Linked DNA regions of Danio rerio: regions 1 and 3 are each linked to region 2. Evidence: chromatin contacts called from public HiCAR-type and Micro-C data. All regions are on one chromosome and are shown on one strand. Each heading gives the region's core, a stretch centred on a gene start, on an enhancer-like site or on the middle of the called end of the contact. The rest is flanking DNA. Distances are from core to core; before and after follow the strand shown.

Region 1 (3,570 bases), core at 457-2,956, 220 kb before region 2:
TTTAGGTATGTTCTTTATTTGTCAAACTGTAGCCCGCTTTCATGCTGTCATTCAGCTAAAAATCAATAGCAGGCCCTTGGCTTGAACTGAAGATGATTTATTACAGTGTCAAATTATGTTAACCATCACCAGTCATGCAAATTCTTTTAAAGAGCTTAAACTAGATAAAACGTAGACTAAGGATGGACATTAAGCAGGTTAGACTCTTAGGATAATATCACCCTTTCATCTTAACATATCTACTAAGGGCAAGAGCTGTCATTTACCCAATATGAACTGCAGTTATGCAAAAAAAAAAAAGAACCAAGTTGTGTTGCAATCCACGGCACACAAGATCTGGCATGTTTTGTGTGCAGCAAACGAAAGATGATTATATAATTTTCAATTCAAAATGCTGTCCAATCATTCAGCAGTTAGTTATGAAACAAAAAATCTAAATGTTGGTTAAGTGTGGTATCAATATGATGTACTGAGCTCTGGATTATGCAGAAACAACAACAAAACAGGCTAACAAAAGTCACGGTCTTTTAGGCTGCCAAGTGATTTACGCTATGTCTCTTTGGCCCAGTTTTCTTTAGCACTGCTCCATTAGCAGAAGCCAATCAGAAGCACAAAAGCGCCAATTCCAATAAGGCTGTCACGATACTGACAGATGGGAATAATCTAATAAGAGTCAAAACAAAAAAGTGAGTGACCTCATTCTTATACAAACCTTTCTCTTTTTTTTCTTGAGTTTTTAACAAAGTTAGCATCTGTTTATTTGAAGTTAGAGAAAACTGGTTAATTTAGATTTTTTGTAGGCACTATTATCAACATAAATCACTTCAGTGTATTCATTCATTCATTCTTTAATTTTCCTTCAGCTTAGTCCCTTTATTTTTCAGGGGTCGCCACAGAGAAATAAACCACCAATCTATCCGGCATATGTTTTACACAGCGGATACCCTTCTAGCTGCAACCCAGCACTGGAAAACATCCATACACACTCACATTTACACACATACACTACGGCCAGTTTAGCTAATTCAATTCACCTGTACTGGATGTTTTGGACTGTGGAGAAAAACGGGAGCACCCCGGAGAAAACCCACGCCAACATGCATGCAAACTCCACACAGAAATGCCAACTGACCTAGTCGGGACTTGGACCAGCGGCTTTTTTGCTTTGAAGCGATCATGCTAACCATTGAGCCACCGTGTCACCCTCAGCGTATTATTATTGATTAAAAAACTGATTGTCATTTTTATTACATTTTATCATGGCAAGTTTGGCCTTAAATTAGGGTGTCCTCTCACTCACCATGTATTAGACCTTGAGTCGTAATTTTCATAAAAGGTAAATGTGAATCGTTTTTTAAAAAGAACATTTTATTGAATTCTAAAAAGGACACACACACACAAACACACATATATTCTCTTAATTTTTATTGCATAGTTATGTTATGAGTCAATCTTTTGAGTCAAGGTAGTGTCTAAGGTCACTACAGTTAGTCAGCGGTGCATGTTACACAGTAGTATTTTGTTTCTACAGGTATCATGATGTGTTGTCTCAGTCTGAAGAAGCGATTCTGTAGGGCGATTTCACTGTCTGTTCTTGAATGTCTCATAAAAGCAAACTCATTTTTCTTGAGAGCTCCAACATTCTCGCATTATTACTTCCTCCAAGGTGAGTCACACTTTCCATTCAGCCAACCTGCTGGTCCAATCACACAGCCACTTTCTCCATGTGAAATCCTTTTACAATGCTGCCAGCCAGGCACCTCTGGTGCATTGCATTTACTGCATATTTACTGGGCCACATATAAAAAGTTGCACAAAAGACCCTTAACAACCTACATTAACCCCCAGCCCCATTCAACAAAGGGAAATTGTATTAAATATCCCTATTCAATTTCTATTTGCAATGTATAAAACCCTAACTGGCTGTAATTAGTTTCAGTATGTTGCTAGATTTTTTTGTACTGCGGATGGTATTAGTAAACACAACATTACAAAAAAAAAGAATGATTTAGCACTTGGTTATGGCTGTAGCTTGTAAAAGCAAAAAAGTTTTTTTCTTCACTTTAAGAAACGCTGTTACCTAGCTTTTGACTTTTCTTTAGCTGGATCAGAACAGTCCTTAGACCAATCATTTTATTCCTATTCAAAGCTTCCAACTGAACAAAAGGTTTGTGAGCTGACTTTAAACTTCAGCAGGTTTACTGCTTGCTCTATGTCTTGCATTTTTAAGGTCTAAATTTGATGCTTAAATCTAATTTGTACTGAGCACAACACTTTTCAGACACACTTTCATTGTCTTTAAATCCAAATGTGAGCAAGTTTAGTTGCAATGAGAATTATGGAGCGTTCACACTTGCAGTTTTGTACATTTGCTTCAACAGTTCATTGCAAAAATACAAAATGCAAAAAACAAATCTTGAGTCTTTTTTATTGATCCACTTGGCGCATCATGTCTTGTTTTGATTTGTTTTAATGTCCACATAAATGCACTGTTAACAATTTTTGTAAATTACACAGTATTTAAACGGCAGTTTACTGTAGTACAGTTATGAAATAAATTACTGTATTTTAAAAGTTGCTTTGTGAAAGTCACTGTATATTTTACAGTAAAGATATACAATCCAATTGTTAAAATACATATACAGTGGTCCTTTGCTATAACGTGGTTCACCTTTCGCGACTTCACAGTTTTTTGTGTGCAATTTTACATGCTTTTTTTTTTACAGTGCATTGTGATCTGCATCTTGATTGGCTGTAGACCATTGTCAATCAATCTCCTCCATGTCTCCTGTACAATACAGAATTCCTTCAGCTTGACAAATTAACATAAATCTTTGATCACTAGCAATGTGTGTTTAAACAAAGATGCAATTAGTGTGGTAACTGTTTGCAGCAAGACCATTGTGAAGGGGGTCGCACACCAGGTGCACTGCGCCACGCCATTTTGAGCAGACCACCATCTGAATAATTTCATTTTAGATAACATGTAAATTTGCGTGTCCGGTGTGTGTTACTTCCAACTGTCATGTGTGCGGGGCATTTGCTGTAGAGTGTGCTTTAGTTTTGTGAATCAGTGACTGCAGAAAAAAAAACATTATGCTGGATGCCAACATTATCCACACAAATGCTAAAAAGCTTTATGAACCTTTTGTTGAAAGCGATGAATGTTTGCGCTTGACAACAGGTTTTGATATATGGTTTCCTTTTATAATAGGCTACAGGACTTACTTTTCTACAAAAGTTTGAACTTTGAGTGTTTAAACAAGAGTGAAAAGTGTGAAAATATTAATGGCTGTCTTAGAAAATAGTGTAGTGAGGGGTTTTACTGCCTTAAAACAGCAACATATAATAATTGTAATAAAAAAAAACCCAAAGCTGTCTACAATGCGGATTTTGCTTATTGTGGGTTATTTTTAGAATGTAACTGCCACGATAAACACCCACTACAGCAAGATAAATTGTGCTGTAAATGTAAATAAAGTATTTTTTGCTGCAGGCAGGTTACCGTAGATTTTACAGGAATCTGTTAAGAGTGTGCCACATTTATGTTTCAGAACCATGCCAGAGTTT
Region 2 (3,246 bases), core at 326-2,825:
ATGCAAACTCCACACAGAAATGCCAACTGAGCCAAGGTTCGAACCAGCGACCATCTTGCTGTGAGGTGACAGCACTACCTACTGCACCCCTACATCGCTTGTCTATAGTGTATGTGTGTGAATGAGGGTATATGGAGGTTTCATAGTACTGGGTTGCAGCTGGAAGGGCATCCACTGTGTAAAACATATACTGGATAAGTTGGCGGTTTATTCCGCTGTGGTGACCCCTGAAGAAAAATAAATGAATCTCTGTGTCCCTTTATTACAGTTTGTGGTTTCATGAAGTTTTTCAGGACCTAATGATCACATCAGCGCCGATTGATTGTTATCACCTTTCTTAACTTCTTTGAACTTAAGGTCATGAGATGCTAAAGGATCTTAAGCTAACAAACATCCATTCTAACAAGGTTTTTCCTGTAGATTAAAGTGTAATTAGTGATAACTAAGGACCCTTTATTTGTAACTTTTTCATCTTCCTTGAGTACATTTCTGTTCTTTATCACTGTGAGTAGGTTTGATCATCAAAACCAGTGATGTCAAGCACTTAGCAAACCTCCATGGAGGGCCACAGTAAGATAAATAAAAAAATCAGAGAATGATCTTTTGCCTGCTCCAAAAAAGTCACATAAAGGCACATAAAAAAGTCAGTCAGAAATTGCTTGTAAATTGCTTTTCTACAAATACAAAAAACTAAATCAATGAAAAATTATATTGCATTGTATATGGTGGAATGGTGGAGGCCTTATAAATATTTTGGGGTTGTAATCTAAACAAAACTGATCAAAGAAACTTTTGTAAAATAAAAGGTTTTCTGACACTTCTAAGCCAATAAAGAACCTTGATTTGTTTATTTATTTATTTTATTATTTTGTTTTTTATTATTATTATTGTTGTCAAATGGGTTGAGAACACTCATTTACAGTTAATGTGTTAAAAAAGTTTGAAATAGTTAAGATAAATCTGGATATTTATTATTCATTTTCCTTCAGCCTAGTACCTTTATTTATCAGGGGTCGCCACAACAGAATGAACCGCCAACTTTCATATGTTTTACACAGCGGATGCCCTTCCAGCTGCAACACAGTAGTAGGAAACATCTGTATACACACTCATTCACACACATACACTTTACAGCCAATTTAGTTTATTCAGTTCACCTGTACCGCATGTCTTTTGACTGTGGGGCAAACCGGAGCAACCTAAGGATACCTATGCGAACACAGGGAGAACATGCAAACTCCACAAAGAAATGCCAACTGACCCAGTCGGGACTCGAACCAGTAACCTTCTTGCTGTGGTGCTAACCAGTGAGCCACCATGTTGCGTAAGTCTGTAAATTTACAGTTAATAAAAATTTTTCTTTTCTTTTCTGTTGTATTATTATTAACTTTAATTACATAAAGCTATAGTTTGGAAAGATGTTGCTTCTAAAAATACTTCAAACAAATGTTAGCTTTCCAAAAGGAAGCTGATTCATTGTGCCCCACCAGATGTCGCTAAACCTTCAATCCTGCTGCTTCACCCATCCCAGCATTTCAAGTTTGTATTTATTTGAATGGTCCTTCCTTTCCTCTGAAATCCACTCAAATTCCCGTTTCTTCCTGGTTGCGCGTGGACACACTCTCGGATATATAACGTGCTCTAGGATGCACAGACAACTTTACACAATGCTATGGTGGGTGTTTACGAAATACGCTGGGCTGGCAACGTTTAACAAGTTATATGTTGTGTACGTGCTAAGTCCTTGTTTGCTAGCAGGTGATTAGCTAGACTTGTTTGCTTATCAGCTAGCTATCTCGTGTGTTTTCATCACCTGCTTTGATATAGGGACCACTGTGTGAGTGTCGAGTAATCTCTAGTTTTGTCTTTTGCAATTTAAGTTAGTTAAAGATTGGCGACTGTACGGTAAAGTGTGGTTGGCTTAATTAGCTCGCTAGCGCTAACAAACCCTACACCTAAACAACAACGTCACATCACTGGAGGCCTAAAGCTCCGTCTGACAGATGTCTAGACGTTTACTAGGAATGCTAGCTTATTAATTTGAAATATTTAAGTTGGATTTAATTGAACCGGTTCGTAGATTCACCCTCTTCCTCTGACTCAGCGTAACGTGCTACGTGGTAAGACCCTATGGGTAAGACGTCCGTTTGAAAATACAGAGCATCCTATTTGTATCTGATAACGAACTATGGGTTATTTGCAAGACACGAATAATATAACATGTTTGTATATATAGTATTTTTTAGTATAAGTTTATATTAAGATAATGAAACCCAGTCCTAATTAAAGGGTATTAACGAGTATAGAACCTTAGCATATGTTCCCGTCTTGCTTTTTGGCAACCAAATAACAACCTTCCAGCAACCCTTTCGGATTTTTTGTGATCAAAACCTTTTTCTTTTATTTTGTGGTAAATCTAACGAAAACATTGTTTCATTCTTAATGTTATTACTTTAATAAAGATCATTTGACTAGTTTTATTGAGAAACTGATTGTTGTCATACACTCTAAAAGAGAAGCTATACAATTGAGGCTTTGAGCAAACAAACTGCAGCTGTTTGCTTTAACAACACCATGTATCCTGCCCTGTGCCAAATATATATATTTTTCCATTGTACTCTAGAGTCCATTATTATGGCCACTGGAAGTCATGTTGGAAGTAATGCAGAAGTCCACAGGCTCAAGCAGGCTCAGCCCCATGACCTTCTCAAACGTATGCTTTGTTCTGGAGATGAGAAGAACATGAGGGAGGTAAGACCATTTCATTCACACAGACAGTGGTTTGTTATGCATATTCATGGTGGTGTTCGTTTCGTTTTTTAGTTATGAAAAATATTCAGTGTTTTTAGCTGGAATACACTGCCCAATATTTGTCCAATTTTACGGTCTTGATGTTTAAGCATTATATGTAGAAGTTCAAAGGCAGTCTGCAGTGTTTTTGGCAGTCATAGAAGCTCACATGATAGGCTCAAACAAGGTAATTGTTGGTAAAAGAAGATATGTATTTCTGTTTTGGAGCATTTTAGTGCATAGCTATTGCAATGTGTGTGCGCGAAATAGTCACATCGCAGAGTGTGCAATGTTGAGATATATAGTTGACTAGGAGAGACTGTTCAGAACACATTAGGTTTGTTGGGCCACTGGAGAGTTTAACCATGATGGAGTGAAAGTTTATAATATGCATGTTTTTGTGAGCATTTTAATAAATTTAAGAATGAAATTCAGTAATCTGGCACAATAAATGTT
Region 3 (3,330 bases), core at 443-2,942, 160 kb before region 2:
AATCCACAAGTGGTTAGTACTTCTCATCGCTTCTGTTAACATGCAACAGAGTTCATACAGTGAACAGTCCACTCACCATGAACCTGTCCTTCACCGCGCCTTTACCGATCCTCATTTTGGCCACACCTGGAATCTCCTGAGTCAGGATGGTGTGGATTGAGGCATCGAGCTCCGCCACGTTCACCTCCTCACATCCCACATAGAACTGAACCCTGTCCTCTTGCACGAAAAGAGTGATGTTTTTCCAGTGTCCCACCGCCAAGTCCGCTTCCTCGATGGACACGACCTGCTGCTTGTTCTCGGTGGAAAAAACAATGTCCAGAGTGTTGGCTTTCCCGTTGGAAACGATTTCAAACACGGGTCCAGAACCGTCATTCTTCTCCACAGTCAGCAGGCTTCCCCTCGTGCGTTTGAACTGCTTGAAATTAACCAGCAGCAGAAATCCTTTCTCGGCGTGAATGGAATCGATTAGGTCCCTAAAGGCGCTCTCGGGGACCGGGGGGATCAGGTCGGGGTTCAGGATCTTGTAGGCGGGGCTGTACGGGTCGTCGCCTTTCACCAGGGTCACTCCGTGGTTTTTCCTTGGTACTTGGACCAGCTCGAACAGATCGTAAACACTGTTGTCGTCTCGACTCTCTATCAGGAAGGTTAAATAAATCTCGTTATAATGGATATATCAAACATTAAAGATTACTTTTAAATTGATACGCGGCTCTCTGTGGTACTTGATTCTGATTGGTCAGTTCAGCTGTCAATTATCTGAATCAAATATCGTTGCCCATAGCAACTCAATATAACTGACCGGTCACATACGCTCATATAATGTATCGTTACAAACAAGCATGTGTATTTCAGGTAGGTATATTTGAATACTTTTACTTAAGTAGCAGACTTAAATATATATTTTTATGTGTACTAATTGTGACTAAATTGTTCCGTTTTTAGTTTATAAAAGTATACTGTGAATTATGAGGTGATTAACTACTTTTTATTTATGAAATTAAACTTTATTCCATAAAGTACGTTATTATACTGAAGGCATAGGTAGACTGTTTTCTTTAAATGGATTTTATGGTGACTATATGAAATATACTTGAGGAATTTTTTGAGAAATATAAACATGTTAAACTTAAAATAGACATTCTTATTTTTAGTTTAAATATTTCTTAAAATATTTTTTTCCGATGCTAAAAAGTCACATAATAAACCCACAAGTCCCAAGTATATTTTGGCATAATAACCAAATGGCTAGTAATTTTGTAATATTTAACAGCTAGTTGTTCTTTTAACCACAGGACTGGAGCAGTCCCAATCACTGAACGGCACCAGCTCAAGAATCATCGCTCACCTGCGACTCTCGCGCTCTCGCAGTTCCAAAGCATCAGTAGCAAAAAGATTGCAGTTGACTTCATTTTATCACTTATTCTTTAACCTATCAGAAATCACAAATAAAGGCAAAAGTTATTTAAAAATGAGCCAAACGTACCCTCAAACAGGTCTGATCAATCAAAGGTTTAAAAAAAACTTAAACGCACCTTCCAAGAGTTTAAAACAGCAGCAAATCCAGGGAAAAGTGATATTATTCCTAAGATGCGTCAATCAAAGGTCGTATAAGAAATAATTTTCCTTTTTAGTCGCGATCTACAGCATTCGATGTTGCTTTGCTGTAGTAGTTACAGTGGTCAATCTAACTATTTCCAAAGAGAGCAAAGTGCTATTTAAATAGTTTCATGGCATTCCTGAGCGCGCGTCTCCTCCAATCAGATGCTGAAAGGGAAAAGGGACGAGCTTGCGTTACCTCACAGAGCGTTTGTCTGACTTACACACGAGGGAAAAACGCACAAATTCCAGCCACCACATTCCATAAACATACTTTTGCTTTTTATGACTGCTGCTTCCGTTTAGTTCCGTTTTATTTGCCGCAGTGCTGATTATTTTCGTCGCACTGCTTTTTGTTTGATCATTTAGTAATGTCAGTTATTTCTTGTCACTGAGGATTCGGTCTATTCCGTTCCTTGTCTTAGCTATTGTATTTTCATTTCACTCAATCTATAATAAATGGTTCAAAGTATGTTTTCATGGTCAAGCGTCACTTTTTCTTGTATCTTATTTATTTATTTATTTTTTTAAAGAAAGTGTTTATATTTAAGTACGGTGTATCTGCCATTCACAGCATCTAATGGGATGCCTGTGAAGTAACTGCTGCAGTAAGGCGCGTCTCCGCTAGAGGCCGATCTATGGTTATTTGAGCACCTGGTTCTCTAAAGGATTTCTAATGTTGATTTAATGTTAAATCAGCTAAATGCTATATATATATATATATATATATATATATATATATATATATATATATATATATATATATATATATATATATATATATATATTTTTTTTTTTATTTTATTTTTTTTTTTAGCATTAAAAATAGTTTAACTTCAGCACTTTTTATGTTGTCAGGAGTGTCAAGTTAAAAACTCCCCTAAAACATATATGAAGAGTTAAGATGCAAAAACCTCAAAGTTTCATCTTAAAATTTTCAAAATTATAATTTTTTGAAACTTCTATATTTATATACACTAATTTCATATAAAATGCAATGAAAATAGAATATTAATTGACATAAAAGGAAAATTACTCAACTTTTACATTTGAAAAATGCTAATTTTAGGAGAAAAAAATCAGATGGCGCTTACAGGTGTTTGCATCTGAACTCTTCACATATCCTTATGAAAATTCATTATAGCCAAACCATGTACAAGTACACGTGGTAACCAACTACACTAAGCATAGTTTAACCATTTGGGATGATGGTTATATAAAAGGTAACTAAACAACACTATCAAAAACATGGTATTATCCTAAAAGCTACTACAATGAAAATAGAAATGTAAAAGATATTAATCATACAAACTAAATTTCTAGAATTGTATGTGAAGTAGATATGACAGTACTGCTACACTAGGACTTTTGACATATAGTATAGTCTTCACATCTCACTGTTAAAATGCTGGGTTCCACACAATTCTTTTAAGTTGTCCTAACAAAAATCAATTATGTTAACTTAAATGTTTTATCAAATTTAAGTGAATTGAACGTAAAACAAGTTATTAAAAATAACTCAATAATTGTGTTGATTCAGCTCATTTTAAATAAATAGTTTGAACAAGCATTAAAAATATATTTTTTTATATATAGTATTTTATATTTTAGTATTTTATATTTTTTATATATATATATAGTGTTTATATACTATATACACTCATATTGCAGCAGGTACAATATATATATATATATATATATATATATATATATATATATATATATATATAT

The links. A called contact is a pair of places that touch in the nucleus more often than the background predicts. HiCAR-type assays count read pairs that join an accessible place to other places.
Region 1: a Micro-C map of caudal fin shows a contact between it and region 2, with 14 times the contacts expected there. The contact joins the enhancer-like site here to the promoter of katnbl1 in region 2. A contact is called at or near these places in 2 of 18 Hi-C or Micro-C datasets (caudal fin and an unstated tissue) and 1 of 4 datasets of contacts at active chromatin or transcription factors (caudal fin).
Region 3: a contact with region 2 is called in a HiCAR-type map of caudal fin, with 8 times the contacts expected there. The contact joins the promoter of thbs1b here to the promoter of katnbl1 in region 2. A contact is called at or near these places in 5 of 18 Hi-C or Micro-C datasets (caudal fin, fibroblasts, hematopoietic stem cells and 2 more) and 2 of 4 datasets of contacts at active chromatin or transcription factors (caudal fin and embryo).

Annotation. Positions count from the first base shown.
Region 1 is chr20:31,725,660-31,729,229 of GRCz12tu, forward strand. No RefSeq gene overlaps it. Among named protein-coding and RNA genes, the nearest start is that of gpr176, 30 kb to the left of the region's middle. Within about 2 kb of position 1,707, at least 2 of the 62 cell types and tissues checked have an H3K27ac peak or open chromatin away from gene starts, as enhancers often do. A contact at or near this core is called in caudal fin, where this site is marked.
Region 2 is chr20:31,944,715-31,947,960 of GRCz12tu, forward strand. It overlaps katnbl1 (katanin p80 subunit B-like 1), which reads left to right and starts at 1,576. Exons shown (of 10, transcript NM_001006019.2): 1 at 1,576-1,675; 2 at 2,624-2,751. The coding sequence starts at 2,635.
Region 3 is chr20:31,786,756-31,790,085 of GRCz12tu, forward strand. thbs1b (thrombospondin 1b) reads right to left here and starts at 1,693. Exons shown (of 23, transcript XM_685303.11): 1 at 1,536-1,693; 2 at 1,349-1,432; 3 at 77-636. The coding sequence starts at 1,412.